Linked DNA regions of Mus musculus: all the other regions are linked to region 6. The links are chromatin contacts, called in public Hi-C, HiChIP or PLAC-seq and promoter capture Hi-C maps. All regions are on one chromosome and are shown on one strand. The core of a region is the stretch at or near the end of the contact, and the rest is flanking DNA. Distances in the headings are between cores, read along the strand shown. Region 1 has its middle 17 kb from the start of Gm15908. Region 2 holds the start of Pxdc1 (PX domain containing 1). Region 3 holds the start of Fam50b (family with sequence similarity 50, member B). Region 4 has its middle 59 kb from the start of Fam50b. Region 5 has its middle 60 kb from the start of Gm36839. Region 6 holds the start of Tubb2b (tubulin, beta 2B class IIB).

Region 1 (3,976 bases), core at 844-3,343, 540 kb after region 6:
GGGAAACCCCCACTCAACTCTCGATTCGGCGTGCACCCAAGAATCACGAACAGAACAGAACACCTTGATGTAAATACATGAGGTAGTTTAATGACGGAGCTCCAGACCGACGTGCATCTCACACAAGAGATAACAGATGTCGGCCTCGAGGCTCAAAAGTTAGCAGTTTTTATGGAAGAAAAAGGGATAGGGGTAAGAGGAATTTCAACAAAGGTATGGGATTGGCTCATTCAAACATTAACAGAAAGATTACATGTCAGCAAAAGGGCATCAGGACTTTGTTCCTGTGGGCTGGGGGCTTATCTTTGTTCACATAGCAACCAGTTGATGTATGACTTTACCCGGCGTCAAGGGGCAATAGACAGAGGGGAGGTTCCAGCCAGATGGTGTTGACTCAGACAAGATAGCCCTGCTTGTGTCTTTGCATTCCTTCAGCTTGTTTCCCAATGTGGCATTGTTAAGAAGTTGTCTTGCCTAGTTTACTTTCTATTTTTTGTGATTAAACACCAAGGTCAAAAGCAACCAGCTTAGGAGAGGGTTTGTTTTAGCTTACAGATGTCGTCCGCCATTACAGAAAGTCAGGGTAGGAACTTAATGGCAGGAACCGGGAGGCAGGAACTGATGCAGAAGCCATAAAGGAGTTCTGCTTACTGCTTGCTCTCATGGCTTTCTCAGTTCCAGGATCAGCCACCTAGGGTTGGCCCCACCCACAGCGGGCTGGGCTCTCCCACATCAAGCCAGTGTGATGGAAGCATCTTCTCCATTCAGGATGCCTCTTCCAGATAACTCAGCTTGTGTCAAGCTGACAAAAAACTAACCAGCACAGAGGTGGTGTACCTTTGAAAGGTGGAGCATAGAAGAAAGTATTCAGGGTATTGGTGATGTATCTTCCAAGGAGCCTACCCTCAATCTTAACCCTGAGGGGAACAGTTTTGCACCATCATGTTTCTACCTTGATTTCCTGCCTCACCACAGGCTCAAGACAACAGTCATGATTCAGAAGCTCCAATAAGCCATTCCCTCTAAGGTGAGTGTGGCCAGTATCTGTGATAGCAAGAGAAAGCCTGGGAAAGCATGGAGTTCTCTGTTCCCACTACCGGCATGTCTGGCATCTCCAATAAGTTCATATATCAGATTTTAGCTCCACTATGGCTGCATTTTCAAAGTCAAGGAAGTCTGGAGGGTAACAGGAGCAGCAGTCCCCACAGCCCCAACTGTAATTAAAGCGAGTTCTTCAGAGCCCAGCCACGCTGCCTGGGCTTTCTAGAGGATGCGTCCTGGAAAGTAAGGCTAGGGTCCTCCCTGTATGGCATGCTAATCATTCCTAAAATATTTGATTTATTTATTTTATTTTTCATTGCATTGTTATAATGGTATTGGGGATTGAACCAAGCCAGGCCCTATACACGTGGATCACAAGCGGTATCACTAAACACCACTCCAAGGCAGACAGTTTATTTCTGCCCCTATTTCCCCATCCACTATGAAAGTCACATTCAGACTGAATGCTCGATTCAAGGCTCATTTCACACGAAGCTTTTTAAAATGCATTTTAAACGACATATTGGATTTGTCAAGGGAGATCTCTCCTGTCCTTCCTTCTTATAAAATTCACTTACAGATTTTAGTCATTTTAGTCATTCTGTACCCTATAAAGGAAAAAAAAAGCCATCACGAGAAGAAGCTACAGATAGTGTCCCAAATTTCCAATTCCGTCCCTCTGATAAAGAGTATTATCATTGAGTCTCATACTTCTGCTGTCCGAGCTTCTGCTGAAATATGCAAATCGTAAATATGCTAATCGCAAAATATGCTAACCATTCCAAGCAGTTCAGAGCATTGTGTCTGCAAGGAAGGTGGAGATATAAAAACACAATCAAGTCGAACACTGTGGTGAGAGAAACCATGCCTAACCACAGGGGATAAAGAAGCAAATGGCTGGTTCATTCTTCTCCTGCATTCAGAGCCTCCTTGCTTAGCAGCTTGGTGGGCTCAGCCCTTCCGTATTCTGCAGAGCCACCCAGGACTGCAGGGGAAGTGAGGGGTCCTCTCAAGGGGGCAATTCTCAAGCATTTTCTCCCAGGGAAAGAGAAATCTAAAGATTGCTTGCTATGAACGTGTGCCCACTGTATTTGCATAACAGCTACCTGGAGGTCCCGGGAGCCCATTCTCAGCTTCCTGAAGGGTATAGGAAGTCATTTTAATATGCATTTTATTCTGTGTGATGGTTGAAGCTTGAGCCTCTAATCTCATTACCAGCCTGTGTGCTTCCAGTGAGTTATTCTTATGTCTTCAGAATTGTACTGCCTGTTTGTAAGCCCGGCTAACAATTCTGTTTTCATTGCTGAGAGATGTTCAATAGAGAAATGCTTTTGGCGGGAATTAAATCAAACATCACAGCAGGACTCGACAGGGGCTGGAGTTATAAAACTCCTTTTTTGGAGCATTCTTCTTCACCCTGACAACCTCACAGGAACTATGTTAAGCCGGTTAAGCCGGCTTTGATGAGTCCCATTCACCGGATGGCCAACCTGACCACGCCAAACAAGAATAATGACCAGACATGGAGTGAATGCTCAATTACTGACACACTAGCTGAAGGAGATGGGGGGCATATGTAAACAGCCCCCTTCATCCTGGCCGGAATCACCAGTCCCTTAGCCACTCTTGGGTTTTGTACCGTGGCTACCATGGTATGATCAATCAGTTGATTTGTGTAAATGTCTCATACCTTCTCCACACAGAAGAGACAGATCTGAGATACAGAACAGTATCTGTCTCATCAGGTAAGAATTAACCCATGTAAAATCTCCTCACTTAACTTCATCCTTTAGAGCCTCCCAGGCCTTCTGTTTTTTTTTTTTTTTTGTTTTGTTTTGTTTTGTTTTGTTTTGTTTTGTTTTTTTTTTTGCAGGCTATCTAGGATTGTATAGGGGAAAGGCTAAGCTCTCGGATTTCCCCTCCTTTTGACTGGCATCTGCCAACCGACACACCTATTTCTCTTGTTGCCCCAGAAACCTGTTTTCTGACAAGGTGGGCAATCCTCACCCCATGTTCATCCTGGTTAATATCTTATTAAAACCACAGGCACTCAGCATCCTTCTCAAAGACTCTGGACCTTGGATCTATTTGAGAACCATAGGTCTCCATTTGGCAAGCTCACTGCCTGAGTCTAACAATGGCTTGACTGCATTCTCCACAGACTCACATGTGGAAGCCAGGTTGTCACTGTGAGGCAGGAGGAGGGGAGAACCTTTAAGAGGTAGACTCTAGTGCAAGGGGATTAAGTTATTGGGAACACTTCCTTTGGAATGCATCAATGCTTGTCTTCTGGAGGGAATTACTTCTCATAAGTGCAACTTGTCATAAAAGAGCACAGCTGGTCTCTGGCATCCATCTCACCGATTGACTATCTCATACGTATTCCTGCCATTGTGGTACTGAAGCACAATAGAAAGGCAGGGAAAAATTAGGTGCTATGAGAAGAGAGAGGAGCCTCTCATCCTGGAAGCCAATTGAAGTCTCTTGTCAACAAAGAAGCAAGAATTTCAACACAATTCACGACTGCTCAAAGCATTTCTCCTTTTCCAGCTGTAAGCCTAAAGTATTACTAGTAACCACACCAAAAAACACTATTTAAAAGAAAAGGACATATTCTAAGCTCCTGTCCAACTATAACGACTCCTGGTTTTACCCCCTTATCAGATTATACTTTCACCTAAAGCATCTTATTTAAATCAGATTTAAACTCCCTCATTCAACTCTCATACTAAAGAAAAAGAGATGGAAAAAGGTTTTAAACAACCTTTTGAGATATAGTATGAAAGCCATCAAAATGGTAATTGTAGTTAATATCAAAACAATTAATTGTGGCTGTCCTTCAAGGAACGCATACCCACACTCGAGTCTTAGCCTCTGAGACTCTGTCTGAGAAGCTCATGCTCTCAGCTGTGTCTCTCTTCACTGCTATAGCTAT
Region 2 (3,874 bases), core at 1,138-3,637, 520 kb after region 6:
TCAGCCACTGCATCTCAACCCAGCCGCCCTGCCAGCTCCATCAGTACATCTAACCCACTTCTCCCTACCCTTCAGATACTTGAAGGCAGCTCTCATAGCCCTTGGTTTCCTCCATGATAGTCACCCACTTCTCATCACTTCTAAATACTTCCTTTACTCTGGAGAATGTGCAGCTACACTGCAGGGCCTGTGACTCCAGATGGTTGCATACATGCAAACGAGGCCAGGTGAACAAGGGTAAGATGGTTTCCTCCCTTCTGCTTCAGGGAAGGCCTTTTCGCCTGTGACTCCACCCTGAAGTCACATCCCTTCCCGCACTCTCTGCAACCAGCGCCCCTGGCCAGAAGGCACCAGTAGTAAACAAGTGTCCTTTACAGACGCTTATTGTCACCAGATACAGCCTGGCGGTTCACCCCTCACAAAACCCCACAGGCAACAGGTATTCTCATAGATGATTCTAGTCTGTGGTCACAGCAGAGCTCTGGGAACTGCTCAGAGGGAGAGCCAGAAAGTTCAACTTGTTTATGGACAGCCTTATTCCAGAAGAAGCCACTGAGTAAACCAGCGACCCTTCCTGATGCTTTCCTGACTCAGACATTCATTTGTTAAATTAAAACTACAACAAAGAGCGAATTTAAAGCAATAAAAACAGGCCTAATCTTGACAACGTTGCTCAGCCACTGGGAGCGGCTGGGATGGAGATCTAAACCAGGCTTGTCACTCCGGGCCTCCACACTCACTTGCTTTTGGGAACCTGTCCAAATGATGTGTCTGCCAGGGGATGTGTCATGAGAATGGAGCTAATTATCCACATAAGCCACACATTGGTGGAACCTATCACCAGAGGGAAACGGAGGTTATCTCAAGACCTTAGCCAGACAGGCGGCCAAGGAAATGCGTACTGGCTAACCTTGAGTAACTTTGCCCCAAGCTGTCACAGGATGACTGCTTTGAGGACTTGGGTCCAAGGGTCTCAGAGCCCCGGGAGGCCACGTACTGGGGGGAAGTCTGCTCAGAAGCTATATTGATCCCTCCTGCCCTACCGCTTACCCGGCTCTTTGCCTCACATTTTATTCTTCCCCCCTCCCCCGTCTCTATCAAGGTCTCTCTCCAGTTTCCTCCACTCTTCCAGTCCTTTTGCTGTCCTTAGGAAGCAAAGGGGAAGCCACTGCTGTTTGAGAAAAACAACAGTCACAGCCAACCAGGACCGTCACACGGCCTGAGAGGAGGCGGCCATGGCTAATCAAATCCGAATGCGGACCCGGCTCAGGGGTGGGGACCCTGGGTTGGCCGGACAGATCCAGGCGGGGCGGCCTCCTCCTAGGAGAGGTGGAAAAGATTGCTGCGTGGCACCTCGCTTTCAGGCTCAGCTGTCCCCGGGGCAGAATACAGATGGGGCCTCTACTGGGCAGGACCTGAGCAGCGATCATACCTGCTGCGATCACCCCAGTTTCGATACTCTATAACGGTCTCTACCCTTTCCAGCAAACCCATTCCAGCCTCTACTGGTTCTCCACAGCAGCTGGGACCCAGTAGCTGTCAGCTCTGGATGTCGCCTCCGCTTCTTCACTAGAGGCTCGTTCTTTGGGACAGTCAGGCGAGAGTCCTGCTGACCTTGTCCCTTTCCCCAGCCATCTCATTTATCCTCCAAGAGTGTGCGCCCCAGACTCCGTGCCGGTTCCCAGCCCTTTCTGAACGACCATTCAGGAAAGCCGGGGTCTAGGATGTCCTCCGTCAGGTGCCGAATAGTAGAGTTTTAAGTAACTCTTCCCGCGGACTTCATCGCACTTGGATGAGCTCCTCACTAAGTTCCTCCCCCACAAAGCCCCTCCCGAAAACCGCATCTCCCCGCATCCCCCGGTGCCCCCAGTCCCGCAGCCCCGCACCTTGCCGCAGCGGCGTGCGCGCCAGCTCAGACCGGTCCTCGGGGAAGGCATCGCGGAGGCGCTTGCACAGGCGGCCCAGGTCGGCGAAGCTGCGGTGCAGGTAGAGCACGCTGCGGTCCGACCACTCGGTGCGGATTTCGAAGAACTCCTCCTCATCGCCGCGCCTGCTGACGATGAGCCTGCGGATCCCGTTCACCCAGCAACCGCGCACGAACATGTTCACGAGCGACGTGCCCTCAAACACCGCCGAGGCCATGCCGCGGGCGGCGCATGCCCCTGCCGCCGGGGGCGCCCTCGGCCCCCGCCTGGGGTCCGCCTGGGCAGAGTGAGTCCTGGCAGGGGCGATCAGGGGTTCTCCGTGGGACGCGCTCGATTCCCGCAACGGCGGTTAAGAGTCCCCGTGGGGGAGAAGTTGGTGCCCCGCGAATACGCCGCAGCTCTGCGCTCACTCTGGGGCGGCTACGTGTGGCCCGCGCGCTCAGGGCGGCGCCGCCAGGAGTCTGTGGGACTGAACGGGCTGCGGCTTTATAAGGCACTTCCCATCGCGGGCGGCGACGTCGAGTCCCGGCTGCGGCGCCTCCCTCCTGCCTCCCGCTGACCCGCCGCGGGCGGTCCCGGCCCAGAGCTGCACGCAAATCGCCTCCTCCCTGGTCTGCCAACTGCTAGGCGAGGCTGGTCCTGCGCTCTCCCCGCGCGCAAGGCGACTTTCTCCTCGTTCCCACTCTGGATCCTCGGGATTCTCCAGCCCCGAGTTGAGCACTCTGCCAGGCCCACACGGGGGTGGGATCGACACGTCGCTGGAGTCCAGAGTCCCGGGGCGGCGCCGCATGGGGCGGGGACGCGGGCTCAGACCAAGCGGGAATCCGGGCAGAGGGACTGGTGCTGGTCCCCGCGCCGCCCTTGACTCGCCTGGTCTGGGCCGGGACTCGGGCTGACCCGCCCCGTGTCCCATCGGTTACCGGCGACTCCGCCCCGGGTCCTCCCGCGCATTCCGGTCGTGCCTTAGCTTGACGGAGGCCCGGGACGAGGCGGGACAGACAGACCAGAAGGCAAGACCGTGTGGTTCTTAGAAGAGGATCCCCAGGAGGGTTGTCCGCCAAAAGAATATGGGACAGAATTGTAGGAGACCGGGGTCTCCCCGGAGAGAGCAACTCAGGAGGAGCTTAGGAAGTCCCCCTTGGCAGAACGACCCACAGAGAAGGAATGTACCGCATGGCTCCCAATTGAAAAACAGTGTCTAGCATTAAGAATTGTAGCTTGGTTCCAGACATTCTTCTACCTACAACCTGGGAGAAAGACTATGCTTTTTATACGCTTCTAAATAGTCAGTGAACAAAGACGTTAGGCAACAGGTATTCCTTCTCTGGACCTCACTGACCCTGATTTCCGTTGACCGGTCATCCCCGGCAGGGGGCGGGTACTTAGATCGCTCGTGTCACTGCAGAAATCAGTCCTCCTATTTACCAAAAAGTTCTGCTCAGGCACGCCTATGCCAATCCCCACTACTGCCTGGAGCCATGTCCCTTCTGAAGCTGTCTCCTATCACAGCATCATCCCCAGGACCCCCCAGAAATACACTTTTTTAAGCACCCCATCTTTAGGGTAGAGTTTGCTGGGTGGGAACAACCAAGTCTCCAGTTCAGTTCGCTGCTGCTCGAGTGGCCTAGCTCTGTGAGGCTAGCCACCACTTTGAGTCTGTCATTCCTGGGCGCTGAAGAAAGTGTTTTCTTATTAATAGAAGTTGCTTCAAGAGATCTGGAAGTAAAACGAGATGGCAGAGTAAAAGCAGTCACTGTTGGGAAGTCACTGGTTAGAACACGCTATCTTTTATGCCGCTTAGATCATTCATTAATCACTTTTCTATACAGCCTAGAAACTTCATTTTACTACTTTAAAAAAAAAAGATGATAGGGGTCTGGAGTGCCTCACGTATGTAATTCAAGTAGCCCAGGCAGGGACAGGAAGACCTTTTAAAGCTGGAGGCCAAC
Region 3 (3,540 bases), core at 527-3,026, 600 kb after region 6:
AGCCTATCCTCATCTCTTCTCACTACCTTTTCTAAGTCAGTTTGACACCGCCCACCCACCCCCTTTCCTCCATATTACCTGACAATTTGGAGGCTAAGGTGAAAGTTGGCATCAGCATTTTATTTTCAAACTATCATTCTTTCTAATCTGGGTAAGCTCTCTCTGAGCAGACAGCTGAGCCTGCCTCAATTGTCTTATTACCTCCCGCGGGAGCAGTGAAATTTCTGCCTGTCTTCCATATAATCCTGTTCGGTACACACAGCGCTTTCAGGGACTTCAGTATATTCTCTGGTCCATCAGCCATTCTAAGGCAGTCCCTATATATACTCCCTTGATGGGCCACATTCATTAGGGAAATATATCAGCCCATAAGACAGTGCTACCAGGATCGATCCCATGGATTTCCCTTACTTTCCCCTAAGGCAACTTGCTCAGTCTGAGTATCATGTCTTATCAACCAATAGCAGAACGGGGCCCGTGCTGCTACAGCAAAGAGGCATACTGCTCCATACCACATGGAGAAGAACCTATACTACACAAATGCCCCACTCTTAGATAGCTTAGTTTTAGTCTCATCACCCAGAAGGAAAATACAACGGCTTTTCCCAAAATTATCCCTTACCAGATGGATGCCTAACAACCATCAGAAGCTCGATCAAATGGAGGCAAACATGCTCATGTCTGGCTATTATGATTGCAGCGCAGGACATAGCTGCTGGGCTGGACATTTTACAGTGGGCATCAGACTGAAAAGAGAAATAGCCCAGGAAAGAACATGGCAATTAGTAAGCCTTCCTGTGAATATAACCAGCTCACCAAGCAGACTCAGGGGACAGAGACTAAGAGATTCGAGGGCAAGACCCCTCAGTAGGAGTGTCAAGATTAAAATGTTGTTAGTCATTGTGGTATTGGGTGGCTTCCAGGAATGTATCCAACAGCTATTTAAAGAGCACTTTAAAGAATTGAGTCATGGTGTAGCATATCCACTGCTAATGGAGGCTGAGGCAGGAAGATTGGAAGTTAGAGGCTAGCCTGGGCTGCATAGGAAGACTCTGTCTCAAAAACAAAAACAAAAACACAGCAAACAAACAAAGAAGAACATTTCATAGAAATTTGAAATCCCTTGAAATTGAGTAGCTCACACATGAAAGAAATTACTAGGTTTCTTGCCCCAGTTAGAGGGCTTTTGTAGAGTTTCCCCATATTCAATAGTTTTAAGACAACACCACACTGAAGTTGTGAGCTCTGAAATATTTTCTCTTTTTTTTTCTATTTATTTATTTATTGAGGAATAAAGTTCTATCATTTTATATCCTTATAAAATTTTGAAATTAAAAAGCTTTTCTAAAACCTGAAAGTTATTCTGATCAACCATACTATACCACATGCAAAATGGAGTCAGAGCTTTCTGTCTCCTCTGTAGCTAAGATCACTAATGAGTTATTGTATGAAAAGGCAATAAAATCATGCTGTCTGGAGAGTGCCAATACTTTCAGACTAGTGTATCACGTAAACTCTTTAGTAACAACCTACACACAAAAATTTAATCTGTAATAATCAAAGGCCCAAGTGAGCAACGACAGTCCAGGAAAACTTCATGGGAGGATTGCATTTCAGTTGTCAGGAGATCAGACGCTGGCAGCAGGACTGCATCCATCAGTCAGTCCAAGTCGGCAGTTATACATGACCACCACCTGATTGGCCCAATCTCTGTCCTGATTGGTTAGAGCCTGCCCTAGCAGTTGGCCAATGTTTTGCATATTTTCTGTGTCAGTTAGAACAAACAATATTCGCAAAAGCACCAGAAGGAAGAGTCTTGGCTCATACATCAAAAGGTGAGGGGACTGGCTTGAATCCAGCTGGGGCAGATGTGGGAGGTACAGCTCTTTAAACTCGAGTAAAACCAATTGTGAAGGGAGTTGAATGTTAGAGGAAAGGAATTTGTCCATTATCCTGCAAGCAGGGGAGACTAATGAGCCCTATCGGTGACATAATATCAACATTTTTATTGTAATTTAGGAATCACAAACTAGCAGGAAGGAGGAAGATGCCTTAAAGGGCTATGACATATGCACTAGGAAAATAGAAATTGGGGCTTGTTCTCTCTATTGGTTGCTTTTCACTGCTGTGTCAAAAGCAACCTAAGGAGGAGGAAAGGGTTTATTTTGATTGACTGTTTGACTCACATTTAATCCTGACAGCAAGTTGGCAGAAGCACGGAGTCATGTTGTTTCTGTAGTCAGAAAGCCGAGCAAGATAAGGACTGCGTTCATCTGCCTTTCCCTATTTCTCCTTTCTACTAGGTCTGAGACTCACGCCCATGGGCATGGTAAGGCCATGTTCAAGATGGTTTGTCTTTCCTCAGTTAAATCTTTCTGAAAATACTCCCACCAGACAACATGCCAAGAGCTGTGTATCCTAAGGTTCCAAATCCTGTTAGTTGACAAGATTAACCATTACATGAGTCTCACCTCCTTAACTCAGGTCTGATACTGTTAGCTTATAGTACTGAAAGCATACTGAAGGCTTCTTGTCTCTGCTAGATTGCTCTGAACTCCTCTTTTCTGCCACTGCAGCAGTAGGTGGTTATAGCCAAGTGTCTTCATGCTGGGTACCTGAGGATGTCTGTTCTCTCTCTCTCCCCCCCCCCTCTCTCTCTCTCTCCCTCCCTCCCTCCCTCCCCCTCTCTCTCTCCCTCTTTCCTCTCTCTCTCTCCCTCTCTCCCTCCCTCTCTCTCTCTCTCCCTCTCTCTCTCCCTCTCCCCCCCCTCTCTCTGACTACTCCAATGCAGAGGCAGTAAACTTGACATATAGAACTGTTGATACCCAGAGTGACTATCAGCCACAGAGACTAGGAAGGAGGACTTAGATAAATGCTTTCTTCATCCCATGGTGCTGGAATTTATTTCAGAGGGCTCCCCAGAGTTCCTATAGTATCTAGCATTTCTGTCCTCTAGACTTGGAGTGGAATGTGTTGGTCCCAGATTGACACTTCTAGATTGCAGTAGAATGTTGAAGTTGTGGGACCTAATGGGGACTGTGAGACACTGGTGCCCTTCTCTTTCTCTCTGCTTCCTGGCTGTCCTGTCATAGCTTCCTCTGCTATGCACTCCTGCTATGACATACTGCTTCACTACAGCCTCCAAACAGTGAGGTCAATTGACCATAAGGTGAAGCTCTCAGAAATATGAGTCAAAGTAACCTCACTCCCCACATAAGCTCTCATCTCAGGCATGTTGTTACAGTATCGGAAAGCTGACTGACTGAAATACAGTCTATTGACACTACGATGTCATTGTCTCTTTATAAGGTAATGCTTTTGTGATCTTATCTTCAGAGAAAACAAAAGGTTCCAATTCCATCTTCCCTGTATTATGAGTGATCAAAATGCTTTTCTTTCATGTATGCTATGATTTTGATTCCACCTGCCCAGCTCAAGGGCAGACCCTGATTGACTTACCTGAAAGGACAATTTACCATTTTTAACCGCAACCTGTCCACAATTAGTGGGCAAAGCAAGGAGAAACCAATCAGGAAATCT
Region 4 (4,052 bases), core at 1,057-3,556, 660 kb after region 6:
ATTTAGTATGCGAGCGTAGCACAAGAGTCCAGGCTCTGATTTGATCTAGCACCTGCAGAGCAGGCTGTCATAAGCCACGTGCCTGAAGACTGGAGAGAGAGGTCAGCGCAGACAGCAGTATTTCCCAGGGGTATATCAGGCCTGACCCCTAGCAGGCCTTTGCATGGCTTTCTCCTCTGCTTCAAGCTCTTCCTCCATAAGTATGCATGAATCAATCCCCATGTTCATACCTCCATTCAAATGCAGCCCTAGCGTCTGTTTAAAGCTATACCGCATCTATAGAGCAACACTATGAGGAAGTGCAGCCCTTCTGTGAAAGGGAATTAACCACTGGGACGTTGCAGAAGGATTCTCCTGGGTTGGTTAACTCTAAAGAACTCACCACATGCTCAAGTACTGAAGATCCTTCTTCTGTATGTTGATATTATTAAGCACAGTAGACCAGACATGTTTCCCTACTCAGGTTAGTGTGATGGGGGACCATGGTAGCTATAGTAATATATTTACCATTCTTCATCCACGCAGAAATGGCCCTAATTGCTCTTGAAACATCAGGCAGTTTTAAGTCCTGCACATGCTATTTTGTCTCCTGTTGTACACGGCTGCAATCAAGCTTAGTTTATAAGCCAGACAAAGATCAAGGGTTACCAATAACATCTAATGGCAGAACAATCTTAATAAATAGATTGCCACTAAAAAATTTCTGTGGAATTTTGTTCTCTCTGGGATTTTCCTTCACTGTTTTCTGTGTACTGTGGATTTTACATAACTTATACCAAGGCAGGTAAAACCTTAGAGAGGGGAGCAAGCATCACTGTATGAAATAATGACTTCCACCTCATAAGCAGAAGCTGCAGCACCAGTCAGGCAAGCCTCTCGAGCCCCTGGGTGGCCGCCTACCTACTTTCTTTACCCTGAGATCTCACAACCTCTTGGCACACCATTTCACACCACACGTGCCTATTCCCACTTCCCACTGGACTGTAAGCATCATGAGGGTGAAGCTTTGGTAGATGCTGTTTCCTGCTGTGTTCCTAATATCCAGGGCAGGGCCTGGCACCCAGAACTAGCAACGGACACAGAGTGACTGTCACAGAGGCTTTAATACCAGTCTGAGACATACTGGCCTCGTGACTTTGTAATAAATCACTGCCTTCTCAAATCTTCATTTTTTCTCTCCAGAACAGGCACAAGAGGGCTGTCAGCAGGACTAACTTGGGTGGAAGTACACACTTACTGTCCAGCGCTGCAGACACATAACAGGTTCATGTCATTTAGTGGCAACACTTGAAAATATTACAAACCACTTAAAACTGCTTATTTTGAACTTTGGGATCGTCTCCTCTGTAGGCATCATAGGAAATGAAAGTGCTCCCTCAAGAAAACGAGCCGTGTCCAGCCTCTGAGGACCTGGCCTTGTGGTATGAAAGGAGGAAGTGGGGAGACTGCCCACTGCATGATGTCTCAAAGCTGGTGAGAACTGAGGTGACCCAAAGATTCCAGAGATCTGTCAATGGTCCAAATTAACATCCTTGGGGTTTTCCTCGTGTGCTGTAATCGAGTGTGGAGGCACATTGGGAGATCGTATTGAAGGAGACTGATTTCTGATAACAGCACCAGTCTAAGAGAAAGTGCACCAGCCCGTAAGCAATCAAAGGGAAGGGAAAAAAACAGAAAAGATTATTCAAGGATTCTCCTCATGGCTCATGTGGGACACTTGTCTGGAGTTTTCTTGTTTGTTTTGTTTTTTAACTTTTTTTTTTTTCACAAATTCCATAGACCAAAAATCTTTCCTCTGTAAATTTCCTCTCTTCAGTACAAAACTCATGTTTACAGAGACCAGGTCAGGGTGTCAATGGGCCACTGCAGGAACACAAAAGCTGATCAGTCCTACTGCCAAGGCCAAAATATGCAACAGATCAAGCTACTCAAACCAGTCACACTTGTCACTGTCCTAAGCACGTATGCCAGGACCCACTTAGGAAGATGTGTGTCACATCCCCTCTACAGGCTCACCAGACTCCAGCGTCAAAGGTGTCTAGCCTCACCAGGTCCCTGTCCCCAGGGAAACAAAGTAGTCACATCTCTAAGACAGGCTCAGAACTTACAAATTGGGTTTCAAGGAAGTCAACACCCTAGTTGTTCTGGAGTGATTTTGAAGTGACAGCTTTTTTTTTTTTTTTTTTTTTTTTAATGGCAGGAACCAAGAGGTGAGCGCCACCTGGTGGAGAGGCTATTTCTCAGTGGCAGTAGGGCACCACCCCCCCAACATCCCTTCTCACTTACTTGGATCCAAGCAACACATTGTGAAAGAATAATTCTCAACATTCTTTTGGAGCTTAAACAACAACAAAAATTTAAGAGCCCAATGTCACACTATTTATTTACAAAATAACACATTCATTTTTGATTGTATGTTTCTCTCTACCTTGGCACTGGAGATGCTGAAATGAGCAGTCTTGCTTATGCTTTGAAGTCCTGAGTCGTAAGGAGTCAGAGACAGATATGAAGCTGAGTAAGTATTGTGATTTCAAACACGCAGCAACAAGAACAAAAATGTTGGAGGTTTAGAGAGAAGGTCTGGGTTCTATAGAACAACAATTGCCACCATGTATGAAAGTCTCCAGAGCCTCTGAGACCAAATGTCCAACCCCCTCAAAGCCTCCCCAGGCTCCCAATGAGTTCCAGCTAGAGCCACACAGTGGCCGCGTTGACAAAGCCAGTTCTGGAAGGGCCCTCTGCTCTCCTTGGCTGGGCTGGCTTGGGTGTGGACACATGGCTTTTCCTCTTACTTCATCTGAGACAGATTGGAATTTTCCAATAGGAATGTTTACAGGGCAACTCAGGGAACAACAAGAGCACAAAATGAAACACAAAATTATATAAGAACCTGCTTGATGAACAAAGGTGACAGAAACTCCAGCACAGATTTGCTAGACAGGAAGAAGCTGGTGTGTGCATCTAGGTCAGGTCACAGATGAGTCTACGTGGGGTAGATTAGAGAGCCCCGCAGACCATCCTTCAAACTCTTTCCTGGATTCTGTCCTGGGATGAGCTCATAAACTCCATGTTCCTCGCTTACATGGTCGGTCTTCCTGCCTGGCCCTGAAACCAGAATCTCGGATGGTTTCGTTGTTGTGTATAAGGATAATGGATGTTCTGTACTACATCTGAAAGTAAGGACTTTGGTAGAATCTGTCTTCTGACTTACTGTTTCAATGTTATCTTAAGAAGAGAAAGAATAAAATACCTCTCCTTTAAGGCAGTGTTATTTGGGTCTAAGATAGGTAGTCTGGCCAATGGAGACCATGAGGAGGCAGTGCTGAATTCCAGAAGTTAACTCTCAGGAATGTAGCCACCCAGTGAAGATGCCGAGCAGTGCTGTGGCAACTCTGCCTGCAGTGCTGGGTGCGAGTGTCAGCAAGCTATAAGCAGGTGTCCTCAGGGTACTTTGGGAACTGGGTTTTTGAATCCCTGCTCTGCCTCATTAGCCGCACTTTCCTTGGGCAAGGTTCCGTCTAGGAGAGGATTTGAGCCAGGCATCTTGTGGCAGCTTCTAACAACAGAGACTTCTTTCTCTTGCTTCTGGAGAGTGGAGAAGAGCAGCAGAGATGACCAGCACTGCTGGCTTCTCACTGTATCTTTGCATATGAAAAAAAGGTCTGTAGAACCCTTTGGGGCCTCACCCTTAAGACCTGTGTACTCCTTAAGGCCTCATCTCCTAGCCACTACCTTAATGGCTTCAGTTAAATATTAAATGGAGGCATCCTTACCCATGAAATGACACAGACCACACAGATTGTAATATAAGATATAAGATGGGTTGATTACAGTGCCTGGCAACATAAGTAAGTTCACAATAATTGGTGGTAAGTTTCGCTGCTGTTACTTCCCTGTACCTAATACACAGGCAGTGGACTTTGAGGGAGACATTGTGCTTTACCCTGAAGCAGACCTGGGGAAGGGTAAATTATAGAGGCCAAGTGTTACCACATTCTCCAGAAGTCTATGGATTGACAAAATCCTTTTAAACTACTTTTCTTGCAGTGAAA
Region 5 (3,875 bases), core at 530-3,029, 680 kb after region 6:
ATTTACTAAGAGACCCCTGGTGGTGGGTTTAACAATAGACCAGAATTGCACCTGGGCATATTAGCCCTTTCACCTGGCTCCTGTGAATAGATGATTTTAGGTAGGGCTGATCTTATCTCAGTTGGAAACACTGCCTGGCTCCTGTTAGCTTTTATGTATGCATTTTCTCTGTTTTGTGTAAAAAGCCATTTTGCATCCTGATGTACCTTGGCTGATGTATCGCCTAACTTCCTTATTCTTCCATGTTACAAGTCTGATGCTCGCTTTGAGAAATTACATTCAGATACAGCATTTTCTGTGTGTCAGTGTCTGTCATTTTCCTGCCAACTCCTTGCCCACCTGAGTACCAGGATCCTGAATTCCCCCACGGGTTGAGAGACCCACCGAGTCCAGTCCGCAGCATTGGTAGTCATTAGGATGTTAGATCAGACAGAGGTGTGGGCAATGAATGGATTTCAAAGGAAACTAAAGCTAGCCTGAGATAATTTGGCTTTAGTCAAAAACATTTTACATCTTTATAATCTTGAACTTTACTTATTTGGCCAAGTCAGCTCAGTCAGTCAACAGGTTCTCCAGCACAAGAGTGAGGATTAAAAAGAAAAAAGACAATTAGATAACATTGTAGCCTGACCCCAGCCAGTTCTGAGGCTGAGGCAGGTTTATTTTTTCCCAATCTGCTTTTATAACATTTTAATTACATGCAAGTAATAAGGGCAAATAAACACAAATAGTCAAGGAACAAGCAAGGCAATAAGCAAAGTCCCATGGCCACTGTTTTAGAGGGCATATCAGGATGACCAAGATATCTGAGCCGCCTACTTCCCTGTCCTAGCCCAAAGTCATATTCATGCCTGAAGTCTACTTCTTTTGCTCCACCCTAAAATTAAGATTCCTGCCTCAACTTACTTCCTTGTCCTTGGTCAATGTCAGATTCCTGCCAAGCAGCCCCCAAAGCTCTGCACATTTATTTGGCCTTTCTAGGTGTTCTCTCTCTCTTTCTCCCTCCCCCCACCTCTCTCTCTCTCTCTCTCTCTCTCTCTCTCTTTCTCTCTCTTTCTCTCTCTCTCTCTTTCACACACACACACACACACACACACACACACACACTATATTGTGTGTTTCTTTCTTCTGGGAATTTCACAGAGGTAATGGGGGGGGGGGAGCCTGATAATTTCCAAAGGAAGCTGGTGACTTTTCTCCTGACTTCCAGGTTTTGCCTAGGTATAGGATGAGATAACAACCCCGATATCTGGTTTCCACTGACTGTGGAGATATCTGTGAGTCTCAGCTGAGCAGTCAAGAGGGGACCTGGGCAGCCATCTAGATGCAAGGAATCATTCTTGGACTCACTCAAAGATTTTATGGGCCAAGCTTTCTCATCAAAAGAGCAGCGGCCCGGTGGCACTATGGCAATGTTATCAGGATCTCCAGACATCAGGAGACACCTCAGACTGTCTGAGTAGCTAAGTTTCTAGAAGGAGCTGTCAGCAATTTCTGGCAAAAGTCCACATGGCTGGACAAACTCACCAGCTTTCTAGATTAGCTTGCAGAGTGTTCAGGGCTGGGTGCGACAACACACTTAACTCCCTACCTGGTTCCCAGGGATGAAGGCAACGTTTTCTTTTGCACATTCCTCTTTCCATTTACAAAGAGCCCGTGCACAGGGAAGGAATGAACGTGGAGATCTGCGGATTTGCACTGGGACCAGGGCAGGGGGAGGGGAGCCTAATCCCGGGACCAGCTGCCACTGAAAGGCTGTGTGCAGCAGCGCTGGGGAGCATGCAGACGTCTTTGTTGGCCAGGCAAAGCTGGGAAAATGATTTGATTGAGCCCCGCTGCTGAAGGCTCCGGGAGAAAGCTGGCATTCTTTTTCCTGTTTCAAGGGGGAGGGGGGAACAAATCCATTAAGCAAATGATGCAAGGTTCAGCTCCCACACACTGGCTAAACAGTCACAGGACAGTGGTTTAGAAGCGGCCTTAGGCTTGGCTCCCGAGCCACTTTGACTCCTCATTAATTGGCATTGCCCAAGTGTGGACAAACAGTCCCATAAATAACACACGGATAGCCAGTAGCTAACGGCTACCCTGTCTGTTGTGTGTCGTCTCTACTCTCTTCCTCCCTCCCTCCAGCTTTCAGGAAATGACTTCTTGTCATTCTGGCGGGTCTCTTTTCAAGCAGACTGAGGCTGAGAAGTGAAGCCAATCATTTTCAGCATACATTCCACCGAGCAACACCAGGAAGCTGTTGCTTTGGGGAATGAGGCAGAATACGTCCCACCAGAGCCCAATGAGCAGGCCTCTGTGCCCTGGTCATACTGTGTTTTTCATTCAAAGCCAGTGGCTTCTGAGAGTCTTGACTCAGAAGATCACAGAGCAACATGTGAGCTGGGTGTTTTCTCTTTGTGTGAGGGATGCCTCAGAGGCTGCCGTAGACACTGCCTTAGAGATGTGGCCTCTTGAACAAGGCTGTGCAGGTGAACACAAAGCAGCTGCTCCTCAGGGTAGTATCCTTTTTTTTTTCTTCTGGGAAACATGAGGCATAGCCCTGCCCAACAGTCCTTGAATCTCCATGGATCCCTGTAAGACGAGGGCTGTGAAGATGTTGGGCCTAAGCACATACTTTACTTCCTGGAGTAGGAAAACAACTTCTTTTAATTCTTTTTCCTCTACCACAGGTATTTGACAAGTTCAAAAGTCATTATCTTGGCCATTTGTGTGTGTGTGTGTGTGTGTATATATATATACACATATATATGTATATATATGTATATATATATAATTTGCAGTGGAACTTCCATGCTGACACCACAGAAATCCAGTATCTCATCCACACAGAGGCTCTTCCTTTGATCAGTGTATAATAACCACATCCAGGAGTCTTGGGTGCACAGCTCTGGCCACACTGTGCACAGGCTGAGTCCTCTGAGCCATTGTCTCCATATCTGTAATGTGAGAGACCTGAAACTCATAACTCAGAGAAAGCAACAGGAAAAGAAAAAAGTGTTTCTAAACAGCATGAAGTTGAGCATGGTGGGATAGAGCTGCTGACTTAGAGTTCTCTCTGTTCCCGTAAGTAGCCCTTATAAACTCATTGCTTCCCCAAGGGTGAGCTTGCTGGTATTGCTGTTTTAGGCTGGTGTAGACTTCCCAATTACTCTGTCATCACTGTGCTCTGGTCGGTATTTGGAGGTGCCTTCCACTCTGCTCCCAGTCTCTCTTCTTCCTTAGTCTCTCTTCTTCCTTCCTTCCCAATGCTCTAAGTGTCTTCTACTCCTCTAATCGGCTGAGAGCATCCTGGATCCATAACCAGGCTCATACTGACTATGGTCTTTACAGTCTATCCTCAGGGCAGAGCATCAGGGGTAGGAGTTAAGGAAGTTTTCCTGCTGTGCAGAAAGTTCTAGTAGTACGCTTCTAGATACTATGCCACCAGTTTCTATACCAAGGCCCTAATGGGCTAGGGGCAAACGAGGGGAAGAGAAAGCCAACCTCACCTTACACTTTAAATATTCTTGTGTGACTATAGCATCAAATGCTGTCCCATCGGGGCACTTTGGCAGCAAAATCTCTTTTCTGCTGTTTGTAAATTCTAAGACAGAGACGCTACTGAATTCATTTCCCCTCCTTTAACAGCCCATGGCCAAGGAAAAATAGTCATTTTTTTTGGCATCTTAAAAATAGAGTAGGGGTCAAAGGAAGGTTAAATGACCTCTGCAGGGCCCCACCAGGCTCAGGAAGTTCTGATGCCCAGAAGTGTTGGTCTCCAAAGACCTGGGAGCTCGACACAATGGGTCCCTTTCTAACATCTGCTGCTGCAGGCTGATGAGCTAAATCAATCCCTGTTCCTCAAAAATCAATGAAGGCAAATGGCCTTC
Region 6 (3,735 bases), core at 1,182-3,681:
AGTCGAACATCTGCTGGGTCAGCTCGGGCACCGTCAGGGCTCGGTACTGCTGGCTGCCCCGGCTGGTCAGAGGTGCAAAGCCTGGCATGAAGAAGTGCAGGCGTGGGAATGGCACCATGTTCACGGCCAGCTTGCGCAGGTCTGCGTTCAGCTGGCCTGGGAAGCGCAGGCAGGTGGTCACTCCACTCATGGTGGCTGACACCAGGTGGTTGAGATCGCCATAGGTGGGTGTGGTCAGCTTCAGGGTGCGGAAACAGATGTCATACAGAGCCTCATTATCGATGCAGTAGGTTTCATCTGTGTTCTCTACCAGCTGGTGCACTGAGAGGGTGGCATTATAGGGCTCCACCACAGTGTCAGAGACCTTGGGTGAGGGCATGACGCTGAAGGTGTTCATGATGCGGTCTGGGTACTCCTCTCTGATCTTGCTGATGAGCAGGGTCCCCATGCCTGAGCCAGTGCCTCCCCCCAGTGAGTGGGTCAGCTGGAAGCCCTGAAGACAGTCACAGCTTTCTGACTCCTTCCTCACCACGTCCAGGACAGAGTCCACCAGCTCGGCCCCCTCTGTGTAGTGGCCCTTTGCCCAGTTATTTCCTGCACCACTCTGGCCTGAAAGAGCAAAGGAGGATTAAGTCAGCCATGATTGGGAAAATTCCTTCTTTAAAAAAAAAAAAAAAAAGAATCACCTCTCAGATAAGGCTATTTCAAATTATTATCAAATGGCCAATAAATAATAAAGCAATAAACTATTTGGTTATCAATACAATTATAAATGAGTTAACAGAGCACACCTGCCTTTGAAAAAGCTAAGATGCAATTGCCTCAAAGCCTGATAAGGCTTAGGCGCCACTGCTATGTATGCTCCCTGTCTATCACACTCCTCCACCCTTTGTGCTAGTGATAATTAACACCTTGTGCTCTTCTGTCTTCAGCTATGCCACATACTCACCGAACACGAAGTTGTCCGGCCTGAAGATCTGCCCAAATGGTCCAGACCTGACTGAGTCCATTGTGCCTGGCTCCAGGTCCACCAGGATGGCCCTAGGCACATATTTATTACCTGCAGAAGAACAAGAGCTGGCTTAGCCCTCCAGGCAGTATCTTCTATAGAGTAGGGCTCGGTCCCACCTCCTTCCTGTTTGGTGGTACCCCCAAACAAAGAAAGGTCTATTATGACCAAGCTTTCAAAGGGTTTGGTTGGCACAGAAGAGGCTACCCCACCCCAAAAATGGTCATCCTAAAATAAGCCACCTTCTCCTGGGTTCAAATAAGAGCAGAGCTTAGGGATGCCAGAATTGAAGATGGGGTGTTAAAAGTAATTACCAGTTGCTTCATTGTAGTATACATTGATTCTTTCCAGTTGCAAATCACTGTCTCCATGGTAACTTCCAGTGGGGTCTATACCATGCTCATCACTGATGACCTCCCAAAACTGTGACATAAAAAGACTGTATTTAGCTATGCACAACCCTACCCCCAATCTCAATGAGCAGCCCCCCCATCACCCACAGTTTTGACAACAGGACGTTGCCGAAGCTTTAATGAGTGGCATGACCCAGGCACAGCCTTAGGGCTTGCATTGTAGAGGATCAGAAAGTTGAAACTGGGCGGTTTCCCATGAGAACAGCTGCTCTCAGCAGGAGGTAGGGTGTGTGTGTGTGTGTGTGTGTGTGTGTGTGTGTGTGTGTGTGTGTGTGTGTGTGTGTGAAAAAACAGCCCAAGCTGGGTTGGCAAGTCACAGCCACCACTGGCAGCTGGAGACAAACGCGCTGGGACTATAGGCAAGGAGAAAAGGGGGCCGGCGGGGAGAGTGAAGCGAGGAAGCTGTAGGGTGATGTTTTAAATTCAAAGCACGTTCAGTGACCGTCTGGCAATCGTTCTTCCTCCCCTCCCCCGCAGCTCGCCTGGTGATCAAGCGAGTAAAATCAATTCTCCTGTGTCGCGGCCCCTCCCTAAGACCGGCATGCACAGCCTAGCAGACACACCCACGTCTTCTTTAGGCACTCGTGGCTATTAGGGAGGAAAGAAAATGGGGCAGCTCAAATTCCGAATAGTTCCAGGAAAAATGAATGAGACCCCTTTGCTTTAAAGTCTCCTCTGAGACCACGCCCATCCGACTGCACAAAACCGCAAGTCAGGTCCGCCGTTGGTGAGTCCTGGTATTTACCTAGAGCCGCGCCTCATTTTGGACCCCACCTATCCCGAGGGGAGCTCCGTTAGGGTCCCTCCCTCACCCCCTAAGCAGTGAACCCACCTTGGCACCGATCTGGTTGCCGCACTGGCCCGCCTGAATGTGCACGATCTCTCGCATGGTGCCTGGTTAGCTTCTTGCTGTCTTGGGTCTGTGTCAGTGGGTCTGATGATCCTCCCCTTCCACACCCACTGCTGGGCCACCTGGAACTTACTCCGGAACCGACGGGCTACGGGCTGAGGGCGAGGGCCGGGTGGGTTCGGTCTTTTATGTAGGGAGGGTGGGGCGAACCAAAAAGACCGCGCCCCCCAGCCAAAGCCCCCAGTCCCGTTCTCGCTAGCGCTCTCCAGGCCGGGTTGACGTAATGCTCTGAGCCCCAGGGACGGTCTTGGGGGCTGGACTATGGGCTTGTGGCCAATCAGCGCGGGCGTGAAGACCTTGCGAGGAGTGGGGCTTCTTGGGAGAAGCTGGGGCCTGAGCATTGTCTCGGACTTGAGAAGGGCAAGCTGAGTGTGGGGAACTGGGAACTGGGAGCGTGAAGACTGCGGTAGTGTGGCGGGGCGGGGTGATTTAGTACCATAGGCTGGGGATGGAGAAGGGGCTGCTAATGGGTGGGTGCAGCAGGTGCAGTCCGGTGTTGCGAGTGAGCACTGGTAGGGAGCTTTAGGGTCATTTGCGTTACTTGAGCAATTCCTCTTCTTACTCTGAGCAGGCTTCGCCAAGCCAAAGCACTTGGCGAGAGTAGTGCCTCATTCTTCATCCCTGGAGGTCAATGTCTGTCCAGGCGCACACGCCCATTACATACAACTTTAGGAAAAGACTAGTGATCCTACGAAAGCGAGTGTAATTGGAAAAAAGAAAAATCCAAAAGATCATAACTTTGGACACTTTGGAGCATCTTAGACTTGCCTTTGTCTTTATTGACTATGCTTGTTCCTCTGCTATAGTAGCAGCATTTAGTGGTAGAAGGACCTCTGAGCCTAGCCCTGCCTCGCACACTCCAAGAATACTGTGCTCGCTGCCTGATACCAAAGACTCCTTTCACCCTGTGATTGGCTTTTGTTCCTCCTGAGTGATGGGGTGGGTGTGGCAGGCCGCAGTGTGTGAACTGTGTTGCCGGCAGAGTGAGGGTGGAGTCCTGGGGGCGGGTCTGTCAGGGAAACAAAGGAGTTCACAAAAGCGTGGGATGTATTCCACAACTGAGTGTTTAAAAGCCAGTCAGGCGCTGTCCTTCCAGTATTTAGTTCATCCGTTGTTAGAAAAGAAGGTTCTGAGAACCTTCGACGCCTAGAGCATTCTTACCTTCATTTGCAGTGACTAAGAGGTCCCAGCCTTGGTGCTGCGGATGGAGAGGAGGGGGACACGCCTAAAAACTGCAGCGCGGTGAGCTAGCCAGAGACCACCGCAGACTCAGGCGCACTCACATCAGCGCGTGCGCAGACGCGATGCATCAGCTCTCCCTTCAAACCCGCATTTTCTAGGTATTCGAGGAAGAAACTGATCCCTTTGTGAGCGTATGTGAAATAAACCTGTGTGCTCTGAGG

What was found. Promoter capture Hi-C pulls out the DNA fragments that hold promoters and counts their contacts. A called contact is a pair of places that touch in the nucleus more often than the background predicts. HiChIP or PLAC-seq counts read pairs in DNA pulled down with a chosen protein or histone mark.
Region 1: a promoter capture Hi-C map of pre-B cells shows a contact between it and region 6. The contact joins the enhancer-like site here to the promoter of Tubb2b in region 6. A contact is called at or near these places in 1 of 39 promoter capture datasets (pre-B cells) and 5 of 115 datasets of contacts at active chromatin or transcription factors (embryonic basal ganglia, embryonic hindbrain, embryonic limb bud and 2 more).
Region 2: a promoter capture Hi-C map of pre-B cells shows a contact between it and region 6. The contact joins the promoter of Pxdc1 here to the promoter of Tubb2b in region 6. A contact is called at or near these places in 8 of 39 promoter capture datasets (the C10 cell line, the HPC-7 cell line, cranial neural crest and 5 more), 1 of 484 Hi-C or Micro-C datasets (B cells), 14 of 115 datasets of contacts at active chromatin or transcription factors (craniofacial prominence, embryonic basal ganglia, embryonic hindbrain and 7 more) and 1 of 9 other capture datasets (adipose tissue).
Region 3: a contact with region 6 is called in a promoter capture Hi-C map of liver, with 3 times the contacts expected there. The contact joins the promoter of Fam50b here to the promoter of Tubb2b in region 6. A contact is called at or near these places in 5 of 39 promoter capture datasets (the 3T3-L1 cell line, the HPC-7 cell line, cranial neural crest and 2 more), 1 of 115 datasets of contacts at active chromatin or transcription factors (pancreatic cancer cells) and 1 of 9 other capture datasets (adipose tissue).
Region 4: a Hi-C map of B cells shows a contact between it and region 6, with 5 read pairs. The contact joins the enhancer-like site here to the promoter of Tubb2b in region 6. A contact is called at or near these places in 2 of 39 promoter capture datasets (the SN4741 cell line and cranial neural crest), 1 of 484 Hi-C or Micro-C datasets (B cells) and 2 of 115 datasets of contacts at active chromatin or transcription factors (astrocytes and embryonic forebrain).
Region 5: a contact with region 6 is called in an H3K4me3 HiChIP or PLAC-seq map of neural tube, with 3 times the contacts expected there. The contact joins the enhancer-like site here to the promoter of Tubb2b in region 6. A contact is called at or near these places in 2 of 39 promoter capture datasets (the SN4741 cell line and cranial neural crest) and 4 of 115 datasets of contacts at active chromatin or transcription factors (astrocytes, embryonic forebrain, neural tube and 1 more).

The regions. Positions count from the first base shown.
Region 1 is chr13:34,668,163-34,672,138 of GRCm38.p6, forward strand. No RefSeq gene overlaps it. Among named protein-coding and RNA genes, the nearest start is that of Gm15908, 17 kb to the left of the region's middle. Within about 2 kb of position 2,094, at least 5 of the 459 cell types and tissues checked have an H3K27ac peak or open chromatin away from gene starts, as enhancers often do. A contact at or near this core is called in pre-B cells, where this site is marked.
Region 2 is chr13:34,650,294-34,654,167 of GRCm38.p6, forward strand. It overlaps Pxdc1 (PX domain containing 1), which reads right to left and starts at 2,388. Exons shown (of 5, transcript NM_025831.3): 1 at 1,887-2,388. The coding sequence starts at 2,142. It overlaps Gm15908 (predicted gene 15908), which reads left to right and starts at 2,630. Exons shown (of 4, transcript NR_105041.1): 1 at 2,630-2,935.
Region 3 is chr13:34,733,074-34,736,613 of GRCm38.p6, forward strand. It overlaps Fam50b (family with sequence similarity 50, member B), which reads left to right and starts at 1,777. Exons shown (of 2, transcript NM_001382856.1): 1 at 1,777-1,835.
Region 4 is chr13:34,791,840-34,795,891 of GRCm38.p6, forward strand. No RefSeq gene overlaps it. Among named protein-coding and RNA genes, the nearest start is that of Fam50b, 59 kb to the left of the region's middle. Within about 2 kb of position 2,307, at least 32 of the 459 cell types and tissues checked have an H3K27ac peak or open chromatin away from gene starts, as enhancers often do. A contact at or near this core is called in B cells, where this site is marked.
Region 5 is chr13:34,812,877-34,816,751 of GRCm38.p6, forward strand. No RefSeq gene overlaps it. Among named protein-coding and RNA genes, the nearest start is that of Gm36839, 60 kb to the right of the region's middle. Within about 2 kb of position 1,780, at least 102 of the 459 cell types and tissues checked have an H3K27ac peak or open chromatin away from gene starts, as enhancers often do. A contact at or near this core is called in astrocytes, embryonic forebrain, neural tube and 1 more, where this site is marked.
Region 6 is chr13:34,127,923-34,131,657 of GRCm38.p6, forward strand. Tubb2b (tubulin, beta 2B class IIB) reads right to left here and starts at 2,432. Exons shown (of 4, transcript NM_023716.2): 1 at 2,255-2,432; 2 at 1,324-1,432; 3 at 950-1,060; 4 at 1-609. The coding sequence starts at 2,311. Gm36500 (a long non-coding RNA gene) reads left to right here and starts at 2,556. Exons shown (of 3, transcript XR_873221.3): 1 at 2,556-3,735.